7 separate regions of the Mus musculus genome follow, and regions 1, 2, 3, 4, 6 and 7 are each linked to region 5. Evidence: chromatin contacts called from public HiChIP or PLAC-seq and promoter capture Hi-C data. All regions are on one chromosome and are shown on one strand. Each heading gives the region's core, a stretch centred on a gene start, on an enhancer-like site or on the middle of the called end of the contact. The rest is flanking DNA. Distances are from core to core; before and after follow the strand shown. Region 1 holds the start of Hdgfl2 (HDGF like 2). Region 2 holds the start of Ticam1 (toll-like receptor adaptor molecule 1). Region 3 holds the start of Shd (src homology 2 domain-containing transforming protein D). Region 4 holds the start of Fsd1 (fibronectin type 3 and SPRY domain-containing protein). Region 5 holds the start of Kat2b (K(lysine) acetyltransferase 2B). Region 6 holds the start of Lrg1 (leucine-rich alpha-2-glycoprotein 1). Region 7 holds the start of Chaf1a (chromatin assembly factor 1, subunit A (p150)).

What was found. Promoter capture Hi-C pulls out the DNA fragments that hold promoters and counts their contacts. HiChIP or PLAC-seq counts read pairs in DNA pulled down with a chosen protein or histone mark.
Region 1: a contact with region 5 is called in an H3K27ac HiChIP or PLAC-seq map of cardiomyocytes, with 8 times the contacts expected there. The contact joins the promoter of Hdgfl2 here to the promoter of Kat2b in region 5. A contact is called at or near these places in 5 of 39 promoter capture datasets (the 3T3-L1 cell line, embryonic stem cells, liver and 2 more) and 3 of 115 datasets of contacts at active chromatin or transcription factors (astrocytes, cardiomyocytes and embryonic stem cells).
Region 2: a contact with region 5 is called in an H3K27ac HiChIP or PLAC-seq map of embryonic stem cells, with 8 times the contacts expected there. The contact joins the promoter of Ticam1 here to the promoter of Kat2b in region 5. A contact is called at or near these places in 1 of 39 promoter capture datasets (liver) and 4 of 115 datasets of contacts at active chromatin or transcription factors (all in embryonic stem cells).
Region 3: an H3K27ac HiChIP or PLAC-seq map of embryonic stem cells shows a contact between it and region 5, with 7 times the contacts expected there. The contact joins the promoter of Shd here to the promoter of Kat2b in region 5. A contact is called at or near these places in 3 of 39 promoter capture datasets (embryonic stem cells, pre-B cells and stem cell-derived epiblast-like cells), 6 of 115 datasets of contacts at active chromatin or transcription factors (all in embryonic stem cells) and 1 of 9 other capture datasets (embryonic stem cells).
Region 4: a contact with region 5 is called in an H3K4me3 HiChIP or PLAC-seq map of embryonic stem cells, with 7 times the contacts expected there. The contact joins the promoter of Fsd1 here to the promoter of Kat2b in region 5. A contact is called at or near these places in 1 of 39 promoter capture datasets (stem cell-derived epiblast-like cells) and 3 of 115 datasets of contacts at active chromatin or transcription factors (embryonic stem cells and large pre-B cells).
Region 6: a promoter capture Hi-C map of liver shows a contact between it and region 5, with 5 times the contacts expected there. The contact joins the promoter of Lrg1 here to the promoter of Kat2b in region 5.
Region 7: an H3K27ac HiChIP or PLAC-seq map of embryonic stem cells shows a contact between it and region 5, with 12 times the contacts expected there. The contact joins the promoter of Chaf1a here to the promoter of Kat2b in region 5. A contact is called at or near these places in 2 of 39 promoter capture datasets (the 3T3-L1 cell line and pre-B cells) and 4 of 115 datasets of contacts at active chromatin or transcription factors (astrocytes, embryonic hindbrain, embryonic stem cells and 1 more).

Annotation. Positions count from the first base shown.
Region 1 is chr17:56,077,792-56,081,214 of GRCm38.p6, forward strand. Hdgfl2 (HDGF like 2) reads left to right here and starts at 1,840. Exons shown (of 16, transcript NM_008233.4): 1 at 1,840-2,035. The coding sequence starts at 1,964. It also overlaps a transcript of Ubxn6 not described here.
Region 2 is chr17:56,274,695-56,278,082 of GRCm38.p6, forward strand. Ticam1 (toll-like receptor adaptor molecule 1) reads right to left here and starts at 2,073. Exons shown (of 2, transcript NM_174989.5): 1 at 2,000-2,073.
Region 3 is chr17:55,969,093-55,972,581 of GRCm38.p6, forward strand. It overlaps Shd (src homology 2 domain-containing transforming protein D), which reads left to right and starts at 1,390. Exons shown (of 7, transcript NM_009168.2): 1 at 1,390-1,607; 2 at 2,279-2,625. The coding sequence starts at 2,347.
Region 4 is chr17:55,984,374-55,988,036 of GRCm38.p6, forward strand. Fsd1 (fibronectin type 3 and SPRY domain-containing protein) reads left to right here and starts at 2,138. Exons shown (of 13, transcript NM_183178.2): 1 at 2,138-2,280; 2 at 3,370-3,465. The coding sequence starts at 2,266.
Region 5 is chr17:53,565,354-53,569,181 of GRCm38.p6, forward strand. Kat2b (K(lysine) acetyltransferase 2B) reads left to right here and starts at 1,618. Exons shown (of 18, transcript NM_020005.4): 1 at 1,618-2,225. The coding sequence starts at 1,977.
Region 6 is chr17:56,120,079-56,123,425 of GRCm38.p6, forward strand. It overlaps Lrg1 (leucine-rich alpha-2-glycoprotein 1), which reads right to left and starts at 1,868. Exons shown (of 2, transcript NM_029796.2): 1 at 1,783-1,868; 2 at 1-866. The coding sequence starts at 1,808. Sema6b (sema domain, transmembrane domain (TM), and cytoplasmic domain, (semaphorin) 6B) reads right to left here. Exons shown (of 17, transcript NM_001130456.1): 17 at 3,007-3,347.
Region 7 is chr17:56,038,555-56,042,390 of GRCm38.p6, forward strand. It overlaps Chaf1a (chromatin assembly factor 1, subunit A (p150)), which reads left to right and starts at 1,862. Exons shown (of 14, transcript NM_013733.3): 1 at 1,862-1,997. The coding sequence starts at 1,958.

The DNA of each region.
Region 1 (3,423 bases), core at 590-3,089, 2.5 Mb after region 5:
TCATTATGGACCCTATTTTACAGCTAGGGAAATTGAGACACTTGGTATCCAATGTATTTTTTACTCAGCATGGAATAGTTTGTGACATTAAGTACAGTAGGTAATCAACACTGTCAATAAGAGAAATAAGCATCATGGGAATGGGGCTTAGAGAAAAGCTCATCTTCTCTAGCATGCAAAACACCCAGATTCCATCCCCACCACCACATAAGCCTTTGGGAAATAAAGTCAGGAGATCAAAAGTTCAAATTTAGCCTTGGGTACATAGCTATTCAGAAAGTAGTCTGGGCTAAGACCCAGTCATAAAAATAAACAACTACTAAGATCAGTATACATTTAAGTAAAGTAAATATGGCTAGTGAAATGGCTCATCGAGTGAATTACTTTCCCCGTAAGCCTCAGGTGAAAAAAAAATGAGTGGTGGGCTCCACAAAGCTGTCCTCTGATTTCTACACACGCTGTAGCATGTGCGTGCATGCCCACACATAGCACGCAGATTTGTTTTGTTTTGTTTTGTTTTTGTTTTTCGAGGCAGGGTTTCTCTGTATAGCCTTGGCTGTCCTGGAACTCACTCTGTAGACCGGGCTGGCTTCGAACTCAGAAATCTGCCTGCCTCTGCCTCCCAAGTGCTGGGATTAAAGGCGTGAGCCACCACTGCCCGGCAGCACACAGATTTTTAAGGCAGGGCACGGTGGCACACATGTTTGATCCAGAGCTGGGGAGACAGAGGCAAGAGTACATCTGTGAGTTCGAAGCCAGTCTGGTCTATATAAGGAGTTGTCCCCACCCCCCACTCACCAGTGAGGACAGCAGAGTGAGACCCTGTCTCCAAATAAAATTAAGAATAATTAAAATGGCTGGGCAGTGATGGCGCACGCCTTTAATCCCAGCACTTGGGAGGCAGAGGCAGGCGGATTTCTGAGGTCCAGGCCAGCCTGGTCCACAGAGTGAGTTCCAGGACAGCCAGGGCTACACAGAGAAACCCTGTCTCAAAAAAACAACAACAAAAAGAATAATTAAAATGCAAAATGTCAAAGTATAAAGGTGCTGTAAGTATAAAGTGAAAATATGTAATGTATTATAGACAACAAAAAAAGAAAAAAATTTTAAATAATGAAAGTAAACAAGTGAGCTCTGTCCCGCCCCCTTCTCAGCCCTGACCTTTCTTGATCACCGCCCCTTCCTCTGCCAACTCCTGGCGGGAGTTTGCTGAGTTCTGTGGAACTTGTCTTCATGTCCAGCCATTGGTCGAGCTATAGCCAATGGGCTTCATAGTTGCACTGATGCCCTTTTGGAAGGCTGTCGTTAATCCGTCTTCTACGCTGATTGGTTGTTTATATTTCGTCTGGCCGAGTCCAAAGGCCTGTTCAGTACTGTTATGTATGTTCCGGCCTCGCTAGGCCCCGCCCCATCACTGCTTGTCATTAGTTTCAGTCTTCCTTTCACCCACAGGCCACTGCCTCATGCAGCTCTTAAGCCACGCCCCTGTCAAGCCCCTGTCCGTTTTGCGTCTAATTCGTCTAATGCCCTTCACCCCGCCCCACATCCTGACTGCGAGCCACGCCCCTGAGCGATCCCCAACCTAAGCCCCGCCCATCATTCCTCTCTAGGCTCCACCCAGTAGCCGCTTAAACCTTTCGTCTTTTACCTCCGACACCCTCCGCCCCACCCACTGGCTCCTAGTCCACGCCCTTGGCTTCTGCTCCGTTATCCAATCCCGTTAACTAGCTCTGATCCAACCCCTCCCTTTATTGGCCCGCGCGCGTCTCTGTGGTCATGAGCGACGGCGACGGCGGCCCCTAGCCAAGGGAGGGCGGGACTTCCGGTCGTGCTGAACCCAATAAGTAGACGCCGGCCGGCGGCCCGTGCGGACGCCTCCGCCCCTCAGGCGTCCGACTCCCGCCTCTGACTTCGCCTCTCACCGCCGTTGCTGCTTCCCGCGGCCTGGGCCTCCGCCGACAGCATGCCGCACGCCTTCAAGCCCGGGGACTTGGTGTTTGCCAAGATGAAGGGCTACCCGCACTGGCCGGCCCGGGTGAGGCCGCGCGTGGAGTGGACGGGCCCGGCGGAGTTGGCGGCCCCGAGCAGAGGGGCCGCGGGCGGGCGGGCGGGCGGGCGCGCGCGGGGAGGCTGGAATGGAGGCTGAGGAGAGGTTGGGGCTGCTGGCTCAGGTGACTGCACTGTGGTTTTCTGGAGTTGAGGAATCTCCTTCCTCCGGGACCACAGTGCCTGGGGTCTGGTGCGTCTTCGGGGAGGTCCCTGGTCTGAGGGACTTGTGTTCCGCTGTTCCGGATCCTGGCTCTGACCCGTGGTCCTTTGGAATTGAGGTGTGGCAATGTTTTGGTCTGAGTAACCTGCATGGTGAGGTCCTGAGTCTCAGAGACCCACAGTCCTGCAGAGAACGGCCGTGGTGCTAGCCTTGACCTCCTCCGGAACCTGTGTCACTTGGTTTGGTGTCCAGGGCCTGAGAGACCAATGTACCAGAGGTCAGAAATGCGTTTAGGGGATCCCAGGGTCGTGGAGCCTGAGGGATGTAGTGGGGCTCAAAGGGTACATGGGCACGTTGGGATTGGAGTGGAAGGGTCAAATGATGGGAAGAGTCTCTTCCAGAGAGGCTGCGCGTGATGGATGGGGGAGCGGGATACAGCGGAAGGAAAGGGACCTTATCTCTATGACCTAAATGAGGGCAAGGGTTGGAAGAAAGCTTTTCTGGGGACCTGGAGTCCGGCCCTTAAAGGGATTCAGTGGGCTGTATGTAGCTTACCTGAGAACAGGCAGCTTCAAGCTGGAGGTAGGAGGCTTTGAGGTTTCCTGTTTGAGAAAGCTGGAGTCAAGCAGTGTAGATTTTTAGAGCCTGGGTGCGCAGGTGGTAGAATTCTGGCCCTGGCAAAAATTGGCACATACACGGAGACCCAAAGGCTTCTGCTGCCCCCAGGACTTGGGACAGAGATCACTCCAGGGCTGAAGTTAGCTGCATCCATGTGTCAGGACTGAAGGAATTTTTGTTGTGCAGATGGTGGCTAGCGTTGCAAGTCCTGGTGCACATGTTCAGTTGCATAGAAACAGAGTTTTGTTGCCTCTAGGTCTTAGTACAGAGGCTAGATTGGCTGTGTCTGCATGGGGGTGGGAATGGAAGACCATACGGCAGGGAGTTACCATGGGGATGCCAAAGAGCAAGCTCAACAGGAACCAGCCCAGGAGGTAACTCCTAGAGGTCAGGACCAGAGGGCCCCATAAGTTCCTGAGGTGTGGGACCGTTGGGAGAAGCAGCCTGGCAGGGCTCGGCAGGGCAGGTTTGAGGATGCTTCTGCATCTGGTATCCTGCATCCAGCCACCAGGGACCAGAGTTTGAGGAGCAGGCTAGGGAGGATCCAGCCATCCCCCGGCGTTGATGAGGTGGGTGGCTAAACACTGGGAAATCCC
Region 2 (3,388 bases), core at 823-3,322, 2.7 Mb after region 5:
TTGTCGCTAAGACAGGATTGGGCCTTGCACTATGTAGCCCAGCATAACCTTACACTTCTGATCCTCCTGCCTCCACCATGTATGGGCAGCAGCTTCCTCTTGTCCAAGCTATATCTGAAAAGCTGAGACAGAGGATTTCTTTCTTTCTTCTTTCTTTTTTTTTTTTTTTTAAAGATTTATTTATTTATTATATGTAAGTACACTGTAGCTATCTTCAGATACTCCAGAAGAGGGAGTCAGATCTCGTTACGGATGGTTGTGAGCCACCATGTGGTTGCTGGGATTTGAACTCCGGACCTTTGGAAGAGCAGTCAGGTGCTCTTACCCACTGAGCCATCTCACCAGCCCTCTTTCTTCTTTCTTGTTTTGTTTTTGGGTTTTTTTTTTTGGGGGGGGGTTGGTTTTTCAAGACAGGGTTTCTCTGTGTAGCCCAGGCTGTCCTGCACCTCGCTCTGTAGACCAGGCTGGCCTCAAACTCCAGGCTGGTGAGATGGCTCAGCGGATAAGAGCACCAACTGCTCTTCCGAAGGTCGTGAGTTCAAATCCCAGCAACCATATGGTGACTCACAACCATCTGTAACAAGATTTGACTCCCTTTTCTGGAATGTCTGAAGACAGCTATAGTGTACTTATATATAATAAATAAATCTTTAAAAAAAACAAACTCAGAGATCCACCCTCTTCTGCCTCCTGAGTGCTGGGATCAAAGGTATGTACAACCACTGCCCAACAACAGGAGGATTCTTGAACCCAAGAGATCAGGGTCCACTTAGGTAAGTTCCAGGTCAGCCTGGTCAGCATAGTGATACACCCTGTCTTAAGATACAAATAACACAGCTGGGCGTGGTGGCGCACGCCTTTAATCCCAGTACTCAGGAGGCAGAGGCAGGTAGATTTCTGAGTTCAAGGCTAGCCTGGTCTACAAAGTGAGTTCCAGGACAGCCAGGGCTACACAGAGAAACCCTGCCTCAAAAACCAAAAAAAAAAAAAAAAAAAAAAAAAGATACAAATAACACAAATGACACAAAAATAAAGGTAGTTATTTTTAAGAGAGAGGGAAGAGGAAAGGGGAGAGTAAGGAGAGAGAGAGAAAGAAGGAGGGAAGGAGAAGGGGAGGGGGAGGGGAGAGTTAGGAAGAGGGAGGAGATGTGCTCAGTGGGTAAAGCACTCATCCAGCATGCCAGTCTGGCAATGGTGGCTCAGGCCTTTAATCCTAGCACTTGGGAGGCAGAGGCAGGTGGATTTCGAGTTCAAGGCCAGCCTGGTCTACAGAGTGAGTTCCAGGACAGCCAGGGCTACACAGAGAAACCCTGTCTCAAAAAAAAAAAAAAAAAAAAAAGCATCCAGCATGCCTAAGAGACTGTGTGATATCCCCAGAACAGCAGAAACCAGGATGGGTGGATGGTGAGTGGATGGGGTAAATAGGCCTCTTTCTTTCTTCCCTGGCCTTCTCTCCCTGGCAGAACTTAGTCTCTGGCACAGGGGGGCCCTCCTCCAGGCTCTGCTGACTGTCAGCTCTGGAACTCAGGGACTTTGTACTGCCAGGGTGACCTTGCATGTATCCAGGGGCCGGAAATAGTTGACTGTAGAAGGTGCAGCAAGCCAGTCCCCACAGGTAGTAGTAGATGGTGTCTGTGTTAGTCTGGGGCAGGAATTTTGACAGGGAACATTGAGGTAGAGAAAGCAGATCTGATCAGGAAATAGCGACAACGGGAGGGATTGAGGGTGGAGAGGGTTGAGGATTCGCTGTTGGGGCTGGAGAAGACCTGGGACTTAGAAGATCTAGCCATGGAGGTTGGGGGGGGGGGGGGGTAACTAGGAACTGAGCGAGCACCCAGGGTCACAGGGCTGGTTTGGGAGTTAGGAGTTGGATTGCGGATCTGAGTATCCATGGGAAAGAACTTGAGGAACCTGGCAGCCTGCAGGTGGCCGGCCCAGCATCTATTCCCGACCCTATGCCCGCCGGCCCGCCGTCCTGTTCCCTCTGCCTTCATCCTACCTGGCTGTAGGGGTCTTGAGCTGGTAGATCTCCCGGTCCCTGGTGGCTGCTGGAGGAGGAGGAGAGAGAAGGGAGGAGGGAGCGTTCGGTTCCGCCCCTTCCTCCCTTCCGGGTCTGGGGGGGGGGGTAGGGGGGGGATGAAGTCAGCGTGTAATCTTATCTAGCTGAGCCAAGCCCTGCCCTCCCGCCCAGTGTCCTGGCGCCACGTGGAACTAGGCAGGACTTGTACTTTGTGAGGCCAGAGCTGGGGAAAGGAAGAAGGAACCCTCCGCCCACAGAGAACTTTAAGCTGTTAGCCAAAGAGCTCAGCTAGTGACATACTCTGGGGATTCGCAAAGCACCATGTGGCTAAGTGCACTGGGAACCTGATGACTCACACTTGTCAGTCCAGCATCACACAGAAAACTAAAGCAGAGAGATTGCCCAGAGTTCCAAGGAAGCCTGACCCACAGAGTGAGACCTCCATCTCAAAAATAAGTTCATACAAGATAAGTAAACAGAAGTGCTGGAGGCCACAAGGTTTTATACAACTGTTAGGTTGTAAATATTTTTAATTCTTTACTTGATTTTACTTGGTGTTGTGTGTATGTATGTGCATGCAGGCATGTATGAATGTAGGTCAAAGAACCGCAAGTACCATTACTTGCTGAGCCGTCACAGAGACACAACACAAAGATTTGTCGGAGATTTCTGGGTATTTACTTTTGAGAAACGGTCTGTGTATGCATACTGGGACTTGGGGCTATCCTCCTAGCTCAGCTAGATGGTGAGATTACAGGCATACTTTAAAGCTTTATTTATTTATTTTACGTATGAGTACACTCTGGCTCTCTTCAGATACACCAGAAGAGGGCATCAGATCTCATTACAGTCGGTTGTGAGCCACATCTGATGGATGTGGTTGCTAGGGGTTGAACTCGGGGACCTCTGGAAGAGTAGCCAGTGCTCTTAGCCACTGAGCCATCTCTCCAGCCCTATGGCATGTTTTAAAACTGATAAAACTAAATTGTGAAAACAGAAAAGCAGCAGTTCCCAGAGGACTATGACTGGAAGATGAGGTGCACAAAGGAGAACCACCCCACCCTCTTGCTGGGGAGTCTAGGCAGGAGTATCTGCCTCATGCCACTGAACTCAATCTCTCCCAGACTCTGGACACTCATCTCCCCAAAGCAGGTAGCAGACGGACTTCTCCACATTTTCATGCTTACATATGCACACGTATTTGTGTAAGTTGGAGGTTGACATCAAGTGTTTGCTCTTGGTCACATCTTTAGGAGACAGTTTCCTGAGTCCAGCCATCTCAGAAACAAGTTCTATCTTGCTGGCAGGGTCAAGACTGAGTTCATGTTCCCAGGCCCCAGAATACAACTCCTATCCTGCTTCTTAGAT
Region 3 (3,489 bases), core at 140-2,639, 2.4 Mb after region 5:
GGGCATCGATTCTTATCCTGCTGTTCCCTGAGGCCCCAGTCGCCCCGTGTGTGCCTCAGGATGGAACAGTCACACTGTTCCTGAACAAGAACAGGGTTCTGTCCCATGCCACCAACAGGGTACATGGAGTCTGAGACTCCGTGGGGGACTATCCAAAGCAGGCCGAGGCAGAGACAGGACTAGTTCATGGGGACTGGCAGAGGCACAGGGAAGTGGATTGTTCTGGAACTGCAGTATAGCAGATTACATGGCCTTCATAGGCTATACAACCCACTCATGCATGTTTTCCCTGTGCTTTCATTTGGGTTTAAGATGCTGGGGGCCAACACTACCCTCTCAGCTGCCCCCAGCCTTTGGGTTGTACTTCTAAATGCGACAGGGATAGAGCATGTGAATTATAATCCGGAGTCAGTGTGATACAGACTGACCCCCGTCCCATCTTCCAAGTCATCCAGAAGGTTTTCCCAAGGTAGTTGCCATGATCCTCCTCCCCGCTATCAGAAGAGTTTACTGCTCTGGCTTTTTCTGTTCTTACACGCGCAGGCGCGCTAACATACACACACACACACACACACACACACACACACACACACACACAGGCGCCCGCGCCCCAATGGAGGCTCTGAGGCGACAGAAAGTCAAGTGCCGTTTGATTCTGCCTCAGGCCCCCTGATTGCTATTCCTGCCACGTACAGGCTCCATGCGAGAAAGCTCTTGACTACACCAGCACACACAGGATCTGGTGACCCCTGGGGACGCTGCCTGACAGAGATAGGAGTGGGTGGTTAGGGGGACTTAGCCTACTCCAGATGCCGTGCTGGCTCTAGGCCTCAGTTTCTCTGCCTGGAAAACAGAGCTCACAGTGGACAAGAGGATGACCGCTCTCTCTGTGAGCCACCAGTGCCATCCTAGAGATGTCCAGGCACAAATGGTCAGATGGGTGGCTTGAGTTTCGCTCCACACACAAAGCCTTTCTATGCCTCAGTTTCGCCAACCTCAACGTCTCAGTCGGTAGGGCGCTTGCTAGTATGCACAAAGCCTGGAGTGTCATCCCTAAATGCTGGGAGACTGAGGCAGGAGGATCAGGAGTTCGAGGTCATCCTTTGCTGCAAGTGAGTTGGAGGCCAGCCTGGGCTACATGAGACCCTTAGCAGTAACTCTTGCTGTCAATGCCTCCTGCACCGATTACCAGTTGGGGAGACTAAGGCGGACAGACAGTTGGCCATGGCTTTTGGGTCACTCTGGCTGACTACTGCCCGCCTGTCTCTCCTTGGGGTTCGACCTCCTAGCTCCATCTGCAGCCCTTGAGGTCTGAGCCCACCTCCCTCCCTCCGCTCGCGGACCCGCAGCTGCCGACGCCTCCCACCCCTCCCCCTCGCCCGGCACAAAGCGACGGACGGACGCAGCGGTGACGGACGACGCCTCCCGCCCTGCGCCACCTCCAGCCGCGACCCTGCGCGATGCTCGGGCCTCTCGCCCAATCCCTGCCCGGCCCTGGTCCCAAGGGCAACTCGGTCCCCACGCCGGTGGTCTCGTCCTCCGGGATCCTCCAGGGTCCGAGTCCTGCTGTCTCCACCCCGGAGCCACAGAAGGTCTGAGGTCTGCAGGTCTGTCCGCAAGGCGGGACCCAATGGGACGCGGGTGTTCTCGCCCCTCCGGTGGCCCTGAGAACCCGGGCCTGGACTCAGTGGTTTAAGTCCCTTTTGTTGTGCAGTGGCGGCGGCTGCAGGCGGTTAAGGGATAGGGGAGGTTAAGGGATTGAGGGGGCGGTGTGGAGCAGGAGTTAGGGGACCGGGAGGTTAAAGGAAATGGAGGGGTCTGGAGATTAAGGAATACTGGAGATGGAATTAAAGGATTCAGAGATTAAGGGATGGAGATAAAGGATTGGAGGTGTGACGGGGGCGGGGTGTGAAGGATCAGGGGTCAAGAAATCTGGGTAATTCGGACTGGTGGGGCTCGCGGGATCGGACAGCAGCCCCACAGGGAGTACGACCCTCTGGAGTGGCTCAGCCTCTGACAACTTTATGCATGGAGCTGAAGGGGTAATGTGAAACAGCCCTGTTGACATCACACCTGCAACACGGACCCTAAAGTTCGCAGTTCCCGCAGACCCTTGGCCTGCAGCACCAGGGTCGCCACCTGCTGCCCCCTCTGCTCTGAGCCCAGCCAAGGACTTCTGACCTCCAATCTTCCTGTCCTCTTCCTCTTCTCTCTTCTCCCTTCTTCCTCCCCCCTTTTGTCTCCCCCTCCTCTTCTCTCCCCTCCTTCCTCCCCCCAGCCCCAGGACGAGCTGCAGAGCTAGGCATGAAGGTCCTTGTTTGACACCAGCATATTTTGGGGGCACCAATGGCCAAGTGGCTCCGAGACTATCTGAACTTGGGCAGCCGGAGGCCGCCTCCGCAGCCGCCCACCCCCGACTACACCGAGAGCGACATCCTGCGGGCCTACCGCGAACAGAAGGACCTGGACTTCGAGGACCCCTATGAGGATTCCAATGGCCGCGCTGAGCCAGAGGTCACCGGGTCCGGTGACCCCAAGTACAACTCTCCTAGGCACCGGCTGATCAAGGTGGAGGCTGCAGACATGGCCAGAGCCAAGGCTCTGCTGGGGAGCCCGGGGGAAGAGGTGCGTGGAGGACCTGGACGGGTGTTCTGTCCCTATCACCCTGGGTTCCCCACCTCATCCCCCGCCCCCTGGGGAGTCCAAGATCTTCTGGGCTAGCCATTATCCCCCTCGGCCCATTCTCCCTTCAGGGAGACAGAGGGTAGGTGTTGTTTTTGGTTTGTGTGAGACCTGGTCCAACATTGCCCAGGCTGACCTAAAACTAGCTACAATGAGTTTGAACTCCTGATCCTCCTGCTGCCTGTACTTCTGAAGTGTGTGTCACAGGATGACAGGCATGTGTCACAGTCACTGTTTATGCTGTGCCTGATGGAAGCTGGACCTGGTGCATGCCCTGCTTGGTTTTACCGAAGGCTGAGACCCCTTTAAGGTCGAATGACCCTTTCACAGGGGTTGCCTAAAACCATCAGAAAACACAGATAATAAATTTTAAAAATCATAATTCATTTTTTAAAGTTACAGTTATGAAATAGCAACAAAATTATTTTATGGTTGGGTGTTGCGGTGTTAGGAAAGTCCAGAACCACTGCTCTGTTGGTTTCGTTTGGTTTGGTTTGGTTTGGTTTGGATTGGTTTGGTTTGGTTTGGTTTGGTTTGGTTTGGTTTGGGGACAGGTTCTCCCTGTGCAGTCCAAGCTGCTCTAAAACTTGTAGTCCTCTTACCCCACAAATCTCTGGAAGGCATAAGAGAAGTAAGGAACACAGAGAGACAAGACACACTGGGATCAAGGCCTGCCTCGTACTCATGTGTGACCCTGTGTGACTCTCTCTGTGCTTCTGTCTCTTCACCTGTAAAGTAGGCCGATATCCTTACTAAGGGCTTAAGGGCTGGTATTAAAACAATATCAGCGAGAGGCCTGGGCTCAAA
Region 4 (3,663 bases), core at 888-3,387, 2.4 Mb after region 5:
GAGGGGATACATAAAGTGGGGACCCCCAGATATTCACCCCAGAGCTGCAGAAGGATGAATACCCAGCCAGGAGAACCCATCCCTGAACCATCAGGCCCCAGGCTCACCATGCCACCATGCTGCACCTGTGTCACCTCAGCCACCCCACACACTCTCTTCCTGTCACAGTATCCACCCCACCTCCGTTGAAGTGACACTGAGGGTGGGGAAAGACAGAGGGCAGGCAGACATCCTGTGTTCCAGGCTGTGAGGAGAAAGGGGCTGAGTACCTTCCACCCCATGCCTCAGTTTCTCTCAAAGTATTCTACATCCAAAAGGGAGTATGCATTTATCTGTGAGTGTAGAGACTGGGGTGGTGGAAATGGAAACCTCTTTGAAGATTCTACAGAAATATACAAAGGATGCAGAGGAAAAGCAAGGGCAGAGTGTGAGACAGAGGGGTGGTGAGAGATGAGAGCCCAGGGCTCAGTGGGGTGGGCACTCTTCCAGAGCACACAAGGCCTGGGTTCCAACTCTAGCACCCCCTAACACAAACATGGTGGGGCACACCTGTTATCCCAACACAGTAAAGGCAGGAGGATCAAGACTTCCAGGGTAAGGCTGGAGAGATGGCTCAGCACTAAAGAGCACTGTTTGCTCTTCCAGAGGACCTGGTTCAACTCCCAGCACCCACATGGCAGCTCACAACTATCCATAACTCCAGTTCTAAGGAATCTAATACCTTCACACAGGGTAGCCTTGGCTACACGTGGAGTATAAGGCCAGCCTGGGCAACATAAGTTAGGAATCCCCTGTCTAAGTTCCGGGGTCTCAAGTCTTTCCCTTGTTGCAGTCTGCAGTTCTGGGCATGGGGCTAGGCCATGTCAGCAGAATTCTGTGGTAACTTTGGGGTCACACAGGTAATAACCATCAGTGTCACCGCTGTTGCCATTGTGCCGGGTGTGGTGCGCACACCTTTAATCCCAGCACTCGGGAAGCAGAGGCAGGGAGTCTCTTGAGTTGCAGGCCAGTCTGGGCTTTAGAGAGAGAGACCTCCTCTGGTAGGAAAATCAAGTCACCCTGTTCTCAGTCAAACCATAAGGGCAGCTGTAACTCCTGGTGGGCAGTGAGTGCACAGACATCCCCAGCCAATTATGCCATCTTCATTCCCGCTGGAAGGTTAGGACCTCTCTGTGAATGAAGTGGTCTTAACCTGTCCAGGCCAAGTCTGCCTCTTACAGGTTCTCATGGCCACCTGCAAGGTCTGGGCAGAAGCGGAGGCTTTGAGTGGTGAGTGGTTCTCACAGTCAACTTCCAGCCTCAGCCCCACTCTGGGGTCAGTGGCCAATACTGTAATAGTTGACCAAGAGAGTTGTCTCATACCCAATCACAACCATGACCTATTTTCTTAGGAGTGGGGGGAGGGCAGTGTTTAAAGACCCTGGGGTTGATGAAGCCCCAGGCTGGTGGTCCTCAACCTTCCTAATGCTTGAACCCTTTAATATAGTCCCTCATGTTGTGGTGACCCCCCACCCATAAAATTTTTCATTGCTACTTCATACCCATAATTTTGCTACTGTTATGAATCATAACGTAAATATTTTTGTTTTCCAAGGGTCTTAGGCGATCCCTGTGAAGAAGTCATTTGACCCCAATGTGGTTGAGAAACTCTGCCTCAGCCTTTGCCGGGCTAATAGCAGATGAACTCTTTAGATAAATATGTCTAGCCCTGAAGAGCAAGGGCTGGTAGAAAGGTTTCTAGGGGAAGATACAATCTGAGGCTTTGGGGGATGTATAGGACCTTGTCTCACTGTGCGACCATAATGGCTCTATTCTGGTTGGTTGTACAAGCAGTAAGTGGCAAGCATGTGGGCCACCGAAGGACAGCTCTCAGGGTAGGAAAGGGTGGGCACCCTGGGTGCCAATTTGAATAGCAAACCGGATCAATCTGAGGTGAGTAAGGGATAGTCCTGAGTTCACAAGACAGGATAAGAGGCCAAACTCAGATATCCTGCCTTCCGCCTGAGGGCTTCCTCATCCCTCCCAGTATTACACTGGGATAACCCAAGCTCCGGAGGAAGACAACTACATTTCCCAAGCAGCGCCGGTCGCTCGCGCATGCGTAGTACATGTAGTGATGGAGCGCTGAGCAGGGGGCGCGGCGGCGGAGGCGGCGAGGGCACGGAAGGCTAGTTGGCTGCTGTCTGCGTCCAAGGAACTTTAAGGGTTTGGAGAACCAGCTGAAGGGGACCCGCGGCCAGGCCAAGGCAACAGGGGGCTGCAACTATGGAAGACCAGAGGGTAGGACCTGGAGAAATGCAGGGATTGGGAACAGGGAGGGGACCAGGTGATGCCGCAGCGCCCCTCCCCCCGCACGGGCCGCCCGCACAGCGGCTCCTGTTAACACGCAGACCCCCTACCTCTCCTCCCCGCTCCTGCCCTCCCTCAGCATCTCGTCATCCTAGCCTGGGATCCTAATCCACCCCACAGGTCACCAACCCAAGCTACGCAGGGCCCAGCCCCACCACCCTGGGTGGGAACCGGCTTCTGGTGTCCTCCACCTGCTTTCCCAGAGGATCCTCCTCTCCTTGCCCAGTCCTTCACAAGCAAGACCTTCCAGCTGCCCAAGTGAAACCCGTCCACTTCCCAGGCGGACCCCTGCCTATCACGCCTCTCCCAGGAGAAGTTTGTTTCTCCATATACTCAGTTGGACTCTGGGACTCGCCTTGCCCAGACTACTCTCTCGGTGCAGCTCACCTTCAGCTTTAAAGATGCACCTACTGGCCTGGGTTGCTGGTGGTACACTCCTGTGTCCTATCCTCTAGAGGTAGAGGCAAGAGGTAGATGTTAGTTCAAGACTAGCCTAGGCTACACAGTGAGACTCTGTCTCCAAAACTGAACAAGGAGCTGTGGAGGTGTCTCAGTGGGTAAAGTGTTTGCTATGCAAATGTGAGAACCTGAGTTCAAGTTCCCAACGCCCACGTAGGAAGCTAGTTTAGTGTGTAGCTGCATACACTACAGCCCCAGCCCTAGGGACACGGACACAGGAGGATCCCTGGGGCTCGATGGCAGCTGGCCTAGACCAGGCTCACTGAGAAACCATACTCAAGTAATAGGTGGACATTGAGAGAGGAAGACAGCCAACATTGACCCCTGGCCTCCACATGCATGTGCATGCATACATATGTGCACACACACACACACACACACACACACACACACCCAAAGTCAAAACCAAATAAGCTCAGTGCTCAAAGTCTGTCCCTGAGAGGCTCTGTGGGCTCCAGTTTTCTTCTCTACTATGGGAATCTCACAGCCTCACATCAGACCTGTATTCCTGGAGGACAGCGCTCCCCCAACCTGCTGCCCCATGTTCCTTCTGTCCCCCAGGAGGCGCTAAGAAAAATCATCACTACCCTGGCCATGAAGAATGAGGAGACGCAGACCTTCATCTACTCCCTGAAGCAGATGTTGCTGAATGTAGAGGTGAACAGTCTGCTCCTGTCTGCAGATGTGGGTGCAGGGGAGAGGCCAGGAGGCACCCCTCTGTCTGCTGGGGACTCTCCACACCTTGGTTTCCCCGTCTGCATAGCCCTTGCCTTTTCTTTTGTGAGATGGGGTTTCTCTCTGCAGCCCTTGCTGGCTCAAGACTTGCTCTATAGAGCAGGCTAGCTTGGAACTCAA
Region 5 (3,828 bases), core at 368-2,867:
TGAATCCACTTAAAAATTCTTAGATAAAGGACACTAAGAACATATAAGAGAACCTGGATTTCCCCAGTAAGTAATGTTTTAATGACATTATTGTAGAAACTTGAAGAACAAACAACCAGAGGACAGTGATGTAAAACCTGAGCTTTTTCGGGAGGCAGAGGCAGGAGGATTTCTGAGTTCGAGGCCAGCCTGGTCTACAAAGTGAGTTGCAGGACAGCCAGGGCTACACAGAGAAACCCTGTCTTGAGCCCTCCCACCCCCAACAAAACAAAACAAAAAACCCCTGAGCTTTTTTTTTTTTTTTTTTTTTTTTTTTTCCCCAGACAGGATTTCTCTGTGTAGCCCTGGCTGTCCTGCAACTCACTTTGTAGACCAGGCTGACCTCGAACTCAGAAATCCACTTGCCTCTGCCTCCCAAATGCCAGGATTAAAGACATGCTGAGTTCTTTTTTTTTTTTTTTCCTTGTTTCTTTATATACAAGGTTTCACTGTGTAGCCCTAGCTGACCTGGAACTCCTAACAGTAGACCAGAATTCCTCAAACTCACAGAGCCTGGCCAGTCTCTGCTTCTGCAGTTCTGGGGTCAAAGGTGAAGACCACCGCTCCTGGCCTGTTTTTTAATTAATTTAATTAATTTTTGAGGCAAGAGTCTTACTCTATTGAGCTTCCACACTAGGCTAAGGTCAAGCCTAGGTAAGGACTTCAGTTAGATGTAGCCTAGTAAGGCTGCAGTTTCACAGCAGGTGTCACTCCTTTGAGAAGAGACTTCTTTCTCTCTTGGCATTGCATTACTCTGCGTTAAAAGGACACAGAATCTGGCGAAACACATCTTGAGACATAAAATGCAACTTTAAGCATGACTGGTAAGAGTATTTGCAAGGGAAAGCCCATCCCATATGGCTGGAGTTCAGCAGGAGCTACCAAGCTTGCTAGACAACCAATCACAAATTCATTACGACCATTGTCCCACATTGTGACTATGCTTGCTCCGCAGAATTAGGGCACTTGCCAACGGTGCTGACCGGCAATGCAGGGCTATTCAAATCGCTTTAGGAAGGTTGACCCATGTGAAAAAATGAAACAATCTCTTCCTACCATCAGAGCCAGGGACAATAGTTTTGATTTTGAAGTTTAAGTCAAAATCGGAATCACTTTCCTGGACGCTGTCTTTCTGGTTAACTTGAAAACAATAGACACACTAGCAGCTGAAAGTAGCCAACCTCGAGTGAACCCCGTAGGCGGACTAATTTCAAACTTTTTCCATGCGTTTAGTTTTCATTTCGCCGACATGTAATGTTCTCAAACGAACAAGTATTATGTGATACACACACACACACACACACACACACACACACACACACCACACACACACACCATTGAGTCATCTCCCTCCCTCTCTGGTCATATTCGGTTCAGAAACTACCAGGAGAAGACGATGGGGAAGAATTGTTTAAAAAAAAAAAGTTTAACTCAAAGTCAAAAAAAAAAAAAAAAAAAAAAGGAACCCTTCACGCCATGATTTTGGTGAATTAGCAACAAAGAGGAGGATTGGCCGCTGACGGGTACTTCTGGAAAACATTTTTTTTTCCTCTGGCTCCCGCTAGGGTGGAGGAAGTTGGGTCTCGGCGCGGGAGGGTGTCAGGCCCAGGGACGCCAGCAGCGCAGGGCGGCAGGTGCCTGGGCTGCAGCGGCCCGGTCTCGCGGGTCGCCGGTCACCTACGGGCCCTGGCGCTCCCGGCGGGCGGCTACGCTCGCAGCAGCATGCCGGAGGCCCAGGGGAGCAGAGCGCGGCCAAGGCGCTCGGGCCCGCTAGCGTCCTAGCCGCCTGGGGAGGCGCGGGGGCCTGCGATCGCTGGCGGCCGAGTGCGGCGGGGGCGGGGAGGGCGCAGGGCGGCGGCCGGGGGGGGGGGAGGGTCTCGGCTCCGCCACCAGCGCCCGCGGGGACCCTGGCAGCTGCGGGTGACAGTCGGGGCGGCATGGCCGAGGCTGGCGGGGCCGGGTCCCCAGCACTGCCTCCCGCGCCCCCGCACGGTTCCCCCCGGACCCTGGCCACCGCTGCCGGGAGCTCTGCTTCCTGCGGGCCAGCGACCGCGGTGGCCGCGGCGGGCACGGCCGAGGGACCGGGAGGAGGCGGCTCGGCCCGGATCGCCGTGAAGAAGGCGCAGTTGCGCTCTGCTCCGCGGGCGAAGAAGCTGGAGAAACTCGGCGTGTACTCCGCCTGCAAGGTACCCGCTGGGATGAGCACAATCGCGGGGTCACGGGCGGGCTCGGACCCCCCCTCCCCTCCCCCACCCACTCCCAGCTTCCCGCCGGCACCGCGGAAGTGCTGCGTTCTGTGCGCGCGCTCTGCCGCTGCGGCTTGCACAGCATCTCACTGGGACAGGGGTAGGGGGTCTTCTAGATCTGCCGGTGTCCCTCTTCTGGGAAGGATGAGTCTTGGCTTCGGAGCGCTCGGCACTGGGGCTTTTTCTGCTCTGTAGGAGCTCGCGGGAGTCCTTTCACAGGGAGTGTAACTGTGCTTGGTGTGGCAGATCTGTCGGGGTTGGGAAGCAGCTTTTTTGGGGTTGGGGGCATCTTAGCGTGTGTCTCCCCGCGCTCGCCCTCCCCACTGAGCCCCGCTAGGAGGAGCTGGGTTGTGGAGCACCCAGAAGTGTCCTGGAATCCTGGCGCTCTACGGGAGCGAAGGGGCGGAGCGCGGGGTGGGAGGTGGGCACTGCCCCAAGCCCCTGTCCTTTGGCGCCTGGCGGCCTCGGCCGTGCGGCGACAACCCTGTCATTATTGTTATTATTTATTTAGCGAAAGCGGGATCCTGGCCGCTTAGGGTGTAAACAGGGTCTGGCAGGGTGACAGCCCAGGCGGCGAGCGCGTCTGCTCAGTTTGAAGACAGCTTTCTTGCCATTCTCCCTCTTTGGGGACTTTAGGCACCCAGGGCATCCAGCTGTAGAGCACTTGTAGGGGGCTCAGCATCTCCAGGCTGCAGGGGAGAGCGACTCTGCACTGTAGACTGCGGCTTTGTTTTGACTGGGTGACAGCAGAAGTGGGCGGGGACTTGGCCTTGTCAGCCCGGGCGGCCTGTGGTTGGGACCAGGCACTCACTCACTCACACCTCCCGTGTTGCTTGCTGCTCCAGCTTACTACTGTAAAAGGAGTCGCATCCGCAGCATCCAGGTTCTCATTCCTACTCCCCACTGTACAGCCAGGATGGATAAACCTGGTAGATGACTTCCCTTCCGGGACATTCTGGTTGTCGTGTTTTCTGGAGCTTTAAGGACCTTGGGGTCTCAAGCATGCCCTGCCCATTCCTTGTGGTCACCTCCTGTTTATCGATGCAGTCACAGCACCTGCTGTGCCTTCCTGAGAGGGCTCCAGTGCGGTGCCTTATGCACACAAATATGCTTTGGAATCGCTAAAAGCAAAAATCAGGAGGTCTGGGGTGGGGTCTGAGGAGTTACATTTCCAACAAAGCCCCCCAGGAGATGTGAGTGGCAACTGAGAATACTTTCCACGAAGCAAGTATATTACTACTTTTGAATTCTGCAGAGGAGCTGGGAAATACTAACGTCACGTGGTATAGACTAAGGCGTGCAAAAAAAAAAAATTGGAAGTATGTTTCTAAGAAATGGGAAAGGCGAGGGGCTCTACTCCAAAAGCTATTGACTTCCTTAGTTTTACAGTCCTACCAGTCCGACCTACCATCCACCTTAGACAGGACCTCTGGTGTAGCATGCCGGGGAGAGAGTGGCCAACAGAACCCAGAGCAAGTTCAAGGACTTAATAAATAGGCTTGGCCTTTGCAGCTGCTCTAGTCTCATTCAGAAAGCCAGCTAT
Region 6 (3,347 bases), core at 618-3,117, 2.6 Mb after region 5:
TGTCACAGATCCAGGGGTTGTGGGAGATGTCGAAGCCGTCCTGCATGTCGCGGGTCGGCCTCCCCAGGAACGCCCACAGGCCCGGGGGCGTGCTGGACAGAGAGTTATTGGACAGATCCAACATATCCAGGTGCTGTAGGCCCTGGAAGGAGCCGGTCGCCACCCCGACCAACTGGTTGTCATTCAGGAACAGGACGCGCAGGAACGGTTGGGGCGCAAGCAGGCTATCCTCCAGCCTCTGCAGTCGGTTCCCTTCCAGGTGCAGGCGCTGCAGCCGCCTTGGGCCCCGCAGGAGTCCCTCGGGCAGCGACTCCAGCAGGTTGTACCCAAGGTCGAGGGTGTGCAGGGCGCCGAGGCTGGCGAGGAGCCCGGAGGGCAGCGAACTCAGCTGGTTCTCCGCCAGGTCCAAGTGGCCCAGGGCGTCCAGGCCCTGAAGCCATTGCGCGCTCACCTCCCGCAGCTGGTTCTCCCTCAGGACCAGGGTGCTCAGGTTGGCCGAGGTGCTGAACAACCCGGGGGGCAGGCTGCGGAGAGCATTGCGGGTCAGATCCAGGGCGCGCAGCCGGGGCACGGGCGCCAGCAACTCGGGAGACAGCGCCTGCAGGCGATTGCTCGAGAGGTGCAGCTCCCGCAGACCCGGACACCCTTGCAGGGCGGCGGCGGGCAGCTGCGTCAGGTTGGAGAATTCCACCGACAGATGGACAGTGTCGGCAGGGAGGGAGCTCGGAAACTCGGTGGGACCATGGCAGGAGACGGTGCTACCCTCAGCCGACTGCAGTATCAGGCATTCCTTGAGGCTGGACACCCTGCCCAAGAGGGCCAGGAGAAACAGGGTTCTGGCAAGGCAGGTCTTGAGATCCTGGAGGCTGAGGTTAGTGAACCATGGTGAAAAATATCTCCCCTTCTTCCCGTCCCCGTGGCCACCACCCTAAACTGTACCCACTGAGTCCTTCCTCACCAGGACTGGAACAAGACGATCCTCATGGTTTGTTTCCTGAGTCTATTTTTGTCTCCTTAGCAGGGTGGGTGGGTGGCAGAGCCAGTGAGCTCCTATTTATTCTGCAAAGCCCCAGGAACACTATACCCTGGGTTTCATTCTCACAAAGCAGCCCCTGATCCACAGCAAAACTTACCTCTATGACTCTTAAACTTCCTGGGTCTGACCCCCTACACACTTCCTCCCCTGCTACCACCTCTAACAGGTTACCAGTTATTAAGTATTCCCAGTCCAAGTACCTAGTTACTTCTAACCTGGTTTGTATCCTGGGTCTACCCCTATCTCCCTAGTTGTCTGTTCAGAGGGAGAGTCAGTGGACTCGTGTTCACTCTGCAAAGCCCCAGCCACAATGCTTGGCTTTTCACCAGCCCTTTTCTGCCATTCTCAGGAAGGCAGAAGCTTCCAGATTGGCCTTATCCTTTCTTCGTCCAGCTCTCATATGGCTTGTGTGGTCAGCACTGGGTGTTCAGGGAGAACTCAGGGTCCAGGTGAACAGGAATTCTTCTGTACGCATATCTGGTCTCCACAACAGCCCTCAGAGGCCTGTCGGGGGCTTCCTGATTTGCAGTGGGTATGACCAAAGCCTCAAGCCTGGGACCTGGGACAGGGACCCTCTCCCATTCCTGCTCAGGGGGCCTCTGGCAGTCTGTCTGGAAGTAAGCCTGTTTGTACAGCCTGCAGGCCTGAATCTGTTCCTGGCCACCTCAGTGGATCAGACTAATGTCCCCATGATTGTGCTTAGCTTGGTGCCAGGTCTGCCCAGAACTGGTCAGGTAGAGACCTACCTTCCTTGATGCTGCCAAGAGACCATAGCTGCTCCTCTATGTCTGTCCTCAAGACCCCAGGAAGGTGGCTTTATATAGTCCCCACCCCAACTCTGCTCTGAGGCAAAGCAGGAAGAGCCCAGGGCCGGGTCAACATTGCTACATCCCTTCCTGGCAGTGACTGTGGCATCCTGCCCACCCTTTCCCAGACTTTCTGCAGCTTTTACTTCCTAGTTAAGGGTGAGGTGGGGATTGCTCTACCCAATGTCTCCTAGGCTGAGTCCTCTCCCACCAGGATCCAGGGACTGAGTTTGCAATAAGAGCAGGAACGTGGCTGCTCTTTGAGCAGGTGACAGGAAATGTGTTGGAAAAAAAAAAATCTCTGGTCTTGAACACCTGATGTGTTGTTTGCTTTTTATGCTCAAGTAGCTTTCCTACTGAACAAGGAGCAATGCCTGGCTCTGATTGTAAAGTCTTCCACAAGGAACCAAGCAGGTCTGGCTTAGGTTCTCTGGGACTCAGTTTCCCTGCCTGCACAGCTGAACTTGATTGTCAAGAGATTCTTTGGTGATTCCATCTACCTGAAGTGCAGTAGGTGCATATGTCTGTTGTGAAGACACACCTCACATGTCATCTCATTATAGCACAGGGTTGGAGTATGGAGGCTGGAGAATCACTTCGACTTTGACATCAGACTGGGCTACATACTGAGACTGTCCAACAACAAAACCCACAACAGCAAAATGCATTTCAAGGCTATGAATTTGCCTTTGAGGACACCTTTGGCTGTATCTATGTGTGATGTGCACACACACTTGCACAGGCTACAGGTTGATTCTGGGTGTCTTCCTCAATGGTTCTCCACATTGTCTACTGAGGCAGGACCTCTCATTAACTGGGCTAGGCTGACTTGCAAGAGGTCAGGGACCTTCCTGTGTCTGCTTCCCAAGTGCTAAAATTACAGGCATGTACCATTACACCTGGCCTTTTCTGTGAGTACTAAGGGATTCAAACTCAGGTCTTCTTGCTTGCACAGGAAGTGTTTCCCCTGCAATCAGCTAGTTCCTCCTTGTTGTCATCTCATCTTAAAGTTTTCCAGGTTGTCACCCCTTGACATGACCTCTCCTCTCAGTCTGGGATTCTAAGAGGCCAATCCCCCATTTGCCTGTGAGTGACTAAGAGCAGGATTTCCTTCCCAAGTATTTCCAATCACCCCCAACAAACAGCTGACCCAGAGTCAAGGGGGCCGGTGGATGTAAACAGAGTTTTATTGATGGGGATAGGGCTGGAGAGGGTCCTGGACTCAGCTGGCCACGTGGCATGCATGGTCAGCTGGTGGTCGAAGGGGATGTCACAAGTGGGGACGGGTGGCATGGGCCTCTCTGACCACCCCAGGGCTGTATTTACAGGGGCGTCTGCCCACCTCCACCCTCCCAAAACCCCCACAAGCCCTTTAGAAGCAGGTTCCCCCATCTCCCAGCCTGGACCCCCAGGTCCCCTCTGCAGGAGCAGGATTTGAACTCCAAACCGGCACCTTGAAGGCCCCATCCCCTGGGCTTCTTTTCAGAAGGCCCAACATTGGCTCA
Region 7 (3,836 bases), core at 612-3,111, 2.5 Mb after region 5:
AAGGGTTGTACTGCAGTAGATCAAAAAATATGTATGTGCCATCTTTACTGCTCCTGAATCCAGGAGTCTTTATAAAAAGTTTGGAGTATGAGTAGTTTCTGTTTCTTTTGTTTTTTTGAGACAGGGTAACATAAACCGGCCTCTCCTCTCTTAGTGCTGCAATAACAGGCCTGGGACACCATGTCTCCTTTCCGAAACAGAACTGGATGCCAGCCAGGGTTTCCTGGCACGCCCACCGCCCACCAGCAACTCACAAGACTCCCTCAAGGGTGCTCTTTATTTTATATGTTTTGAGATGGTGGAGGCTGGCTTCAAACTTGGTACTTAGCTCACCGTGGCCTTTAACTCCTAATCTTTCTGCCTTCACCTCCCAAATACAGGGCTGACAGGTCCTTGACAGCAGGATTGGCTCCACGAGACCCACACAATTCAATCAAATTATATTCTTCAGCAAGTCAGAGATTTGATGAGGTCCGTGACACTAGAGCACTCCTTACCTTCACTGAGCCCATGGCCCAAAAGCAATTCATACAACTAATTCATTAGCTAAATAACCCACTTACTAGCCACAGCTTCAAGAAAACTGTTGCAGGCATTCGAGCTGTTTGCAGATAAAGAAAGGTTTCTTCCTCCACCTAACAACAGCAGCAACAACAACAAGAAAAGATTTAGAAACTAGTGATTGGGTTCCAGATCAGCAAGGCTACATAGTGAGATTCTGTCTTAAAATTAAAAACAAAAACAAAAGACAGAGGCAATTATTCTTTTGTTGTTGTTGTTGTTTTTGAGACAGGGTTTCTCTGTATAGCCCAGGCTGTCCTGGAACTCACTCTGCAGACCAGGCTGGCCTCAAACTCAGAAATCCACCTGCCTCTGCCTCCAGAGTGCTGGGATTAAAGGCCGGCTGAAAAACATTTTTTTATACATCGTATCACTGGCTGTCTTGGATCTTGCTATGTAGATCAGGTTGTCCTCGAACTCAGAGATCCACCTGCTTGTAAATCCCAAGTACTAGGATTAAAAGCATGAAGCACCAGACTCAATTTTTTTCATTTAATATTCTTCAAAGTAATTTACACGAAAAGAAGGAATATATGGTTGAAAAGATTTATAATTTTACAATAGAAAAACATTCCTAATTTTAAAATAAAGCAAATTGTTAATTTATTAAAAAGTGGTTCATCATTTCAAAAATGAAATGCCCAGCTGTAACATTTTTAGAAAGAGTTTATATCCGGGCAATGGTGGCACACGCCTTTAATCCCAGCACTTGGGAGACAGAGGTAGGCAGATTTCTGAGTTCAAGGCCAGCCTGGTCTACAGAGTGAGTTCCAGGACAGCCAGGGCTACAAAGAGAAACCCTGTCTCGAAAAAAAATTATAGTTAAAAGAGAAATTAATGCAAGAAATAAAATTAAAGGAAGTAATTCTCTAATTACAATGGCTACTTTCAACCCGTCACTATTATACCTTAATTCCCATTACTCTTCCAATGGGTAATTTCAAGTTGTCACTACTAATCTAAACGTACCCTTCCCACCTCCTGGAACGCATATAGCCAATAAAAGGGGTGTGGGGGGTGTGCAAACGCTGATATTTTAGATTGACATTTCTTAGGATCAATAGAAATGCAGATCTTCCCAGCAGCTCCTGAACCGCCGGAAAGGAGCCTTCATCCGCCTCCCGCGGGATTTTCTAGCACATAAACCGAAGTTCTCGCGAGGACGTACTGAGTGCACCTCTTTTTCCGGAGGCTGAGGTGTCACGTGACGCAAGCTCCTCCAATCGGCGCGCGGGCCGCGGTGGTTGCCGCGGTTCCCGCCAAATACGAGCGCGGCGGCCGCGGCGGCAGCAGAAGTGACACCGGTGGGAGGCGGAGTGTGCAGCCTGGCCGCCCGACTGAAGCCTGAGCCGCCGCCGCCGCCGCCGCCGCCGCCGCCGCCGCCGCCGTCGCGGAGATGTTGGAGGAGCCGGAGGCCGCGACGCGGACAGCCGCGGGTGGGTGAAACTGCCTAAAGGAGCGGATCCAAGCCTAAGTGGCCTCGGGGCGGAGACCAGGAGAAGGGAGGGCTCTTAGGAAACTGAGGCCTCGGGGAGGGGGAAGAGTCAGCTTCGCAAGCTCCCGAAGGCATCTTGTGTCGCCTAAATAGCTGGAGTAAATGGGGAAACCGAGGCCCCGAGTTGGATTTGATGGATCCTGAGTGCTTGTGTCCTCTTGAAATCAATTGGATCTTGTAGCAGCAAGTGGAGAAACTGAGGGCAAGGAGAAGAAAAGTCAGTCGTACAAGTTATTAAGTGCGTTTGTGAATTCCAGAGCAGTTCGGACCTTTGCAATGGGCGGGGAAATTGAGGCCCGTGCTCACTTGAGCTCTGGACACCAGAGTAGCAGCAACTCTGCGGGGCAGGGCTAGTCCAGGAAGGTCGGTTTGGGTGGTTAAAGCATAGCCAGGAACCCTTTCTGGGTCCCGAAAAGGGGCCCTTTGTGAGTGTGGTATGGACCAGTCGGGTACGTGTTAGGAGTCTTTGTAGCATGCGGTAGGCTTCCCGAAATGTGGGGTGCCTATTCCCCGCTAAATTGTATCCCCAGTGTGTGTTGAACGATTGAGGGGCTGGAAAAGACGAGGTCGGTCCTGATAGACTAAGATTTCTCCAATTGAGCACCACTGACTAGACAGCCCTTCTGGGTACATTACACTAGTCTGCAAGCTCGGAGATGAGGGGAATTGGGGATGGCCAATTTCAGGATGGAGAGCCGCATCCTCAATCTCCATCCACTTCTGGGATAACTCTGGCCCCTTTTACAGTTCTGATCATCAAAGATACACACACACACACACACACACACACACACACACACACACACACACACCCTTCACAGCCTGGTATTCCAGGAAGGCTGGAGCTGTTGTTCTGACTGGCTTGAGAATTTTATGTGGGCATTAATAGTCGTACAATTCCTGGACTCTCATGGAGCATTGTTTTTATTTAACCAAGGTGGAACGTTTAAAACCGACACTATTGCTCTGGCAATAAAGACCAGTTTGGTGTAGCAGTTCATACCTGCAGTTCAGCATCCTAGAAGCTGAGGCAGGAGGATGATGAATTTCAGGTTGATCTGGCCTCTGACCACCTGAATTGTATCCTGGGAAGAAGAGAATCAATTCCACAAGCCTGTATCCAATAAATTAATTAAAGTGGAATAAAACTTTTAAAGAAAAAAGTGTCCTTCGGGGGGGGGTGGCTTTTTTTTTTAAAATAGAAAATTGAGGTGATGTTACCTTCCATTCAAATGAGAAGAAGGGAGAGTGTTCTGGGGGTCCGAGTCTCTAAGTTGGTGTGCCTGGGCTGTTTCTACTCTGGATAGCTGAGGTTGTAGGAAAGCTTAAGTCTGAATTGCATGCAACATTAGCAAAATGTATGGGAATTCACCCCAAATTACTGATGGAGTTTCTATGCACCCAAGGCATTTACCTATGGCAGGTTCTCATCTGGGTGTGGTGGCACACACCTTTAATCCCAGCAGCACTCAGAGGCAGATGCAAGTGGATCTCTGAGTTTGAGGCCGGCCTGATCTACATAGCAAGTTCAAGACAATCAAGACTATGTAGAGAGTCTCAAAACAAACAAAAAGACAGGCTCTATTTATGGTCTAATATACATGGGTTTTAATGTGCTTACTTATTCTTGCGACTTTAAATTCATTTTAGTGGGAGATAATCTCTTTCATGAGGTCTTTAATTTGTTTCTTTTTTGTAGTTATTAGTTTTAGACCAGGTCCCCATGTAGCCCAGGCAAGCCTCTAACTCCAAGTGTTAACATGCCCTAGTTTATGCAAGG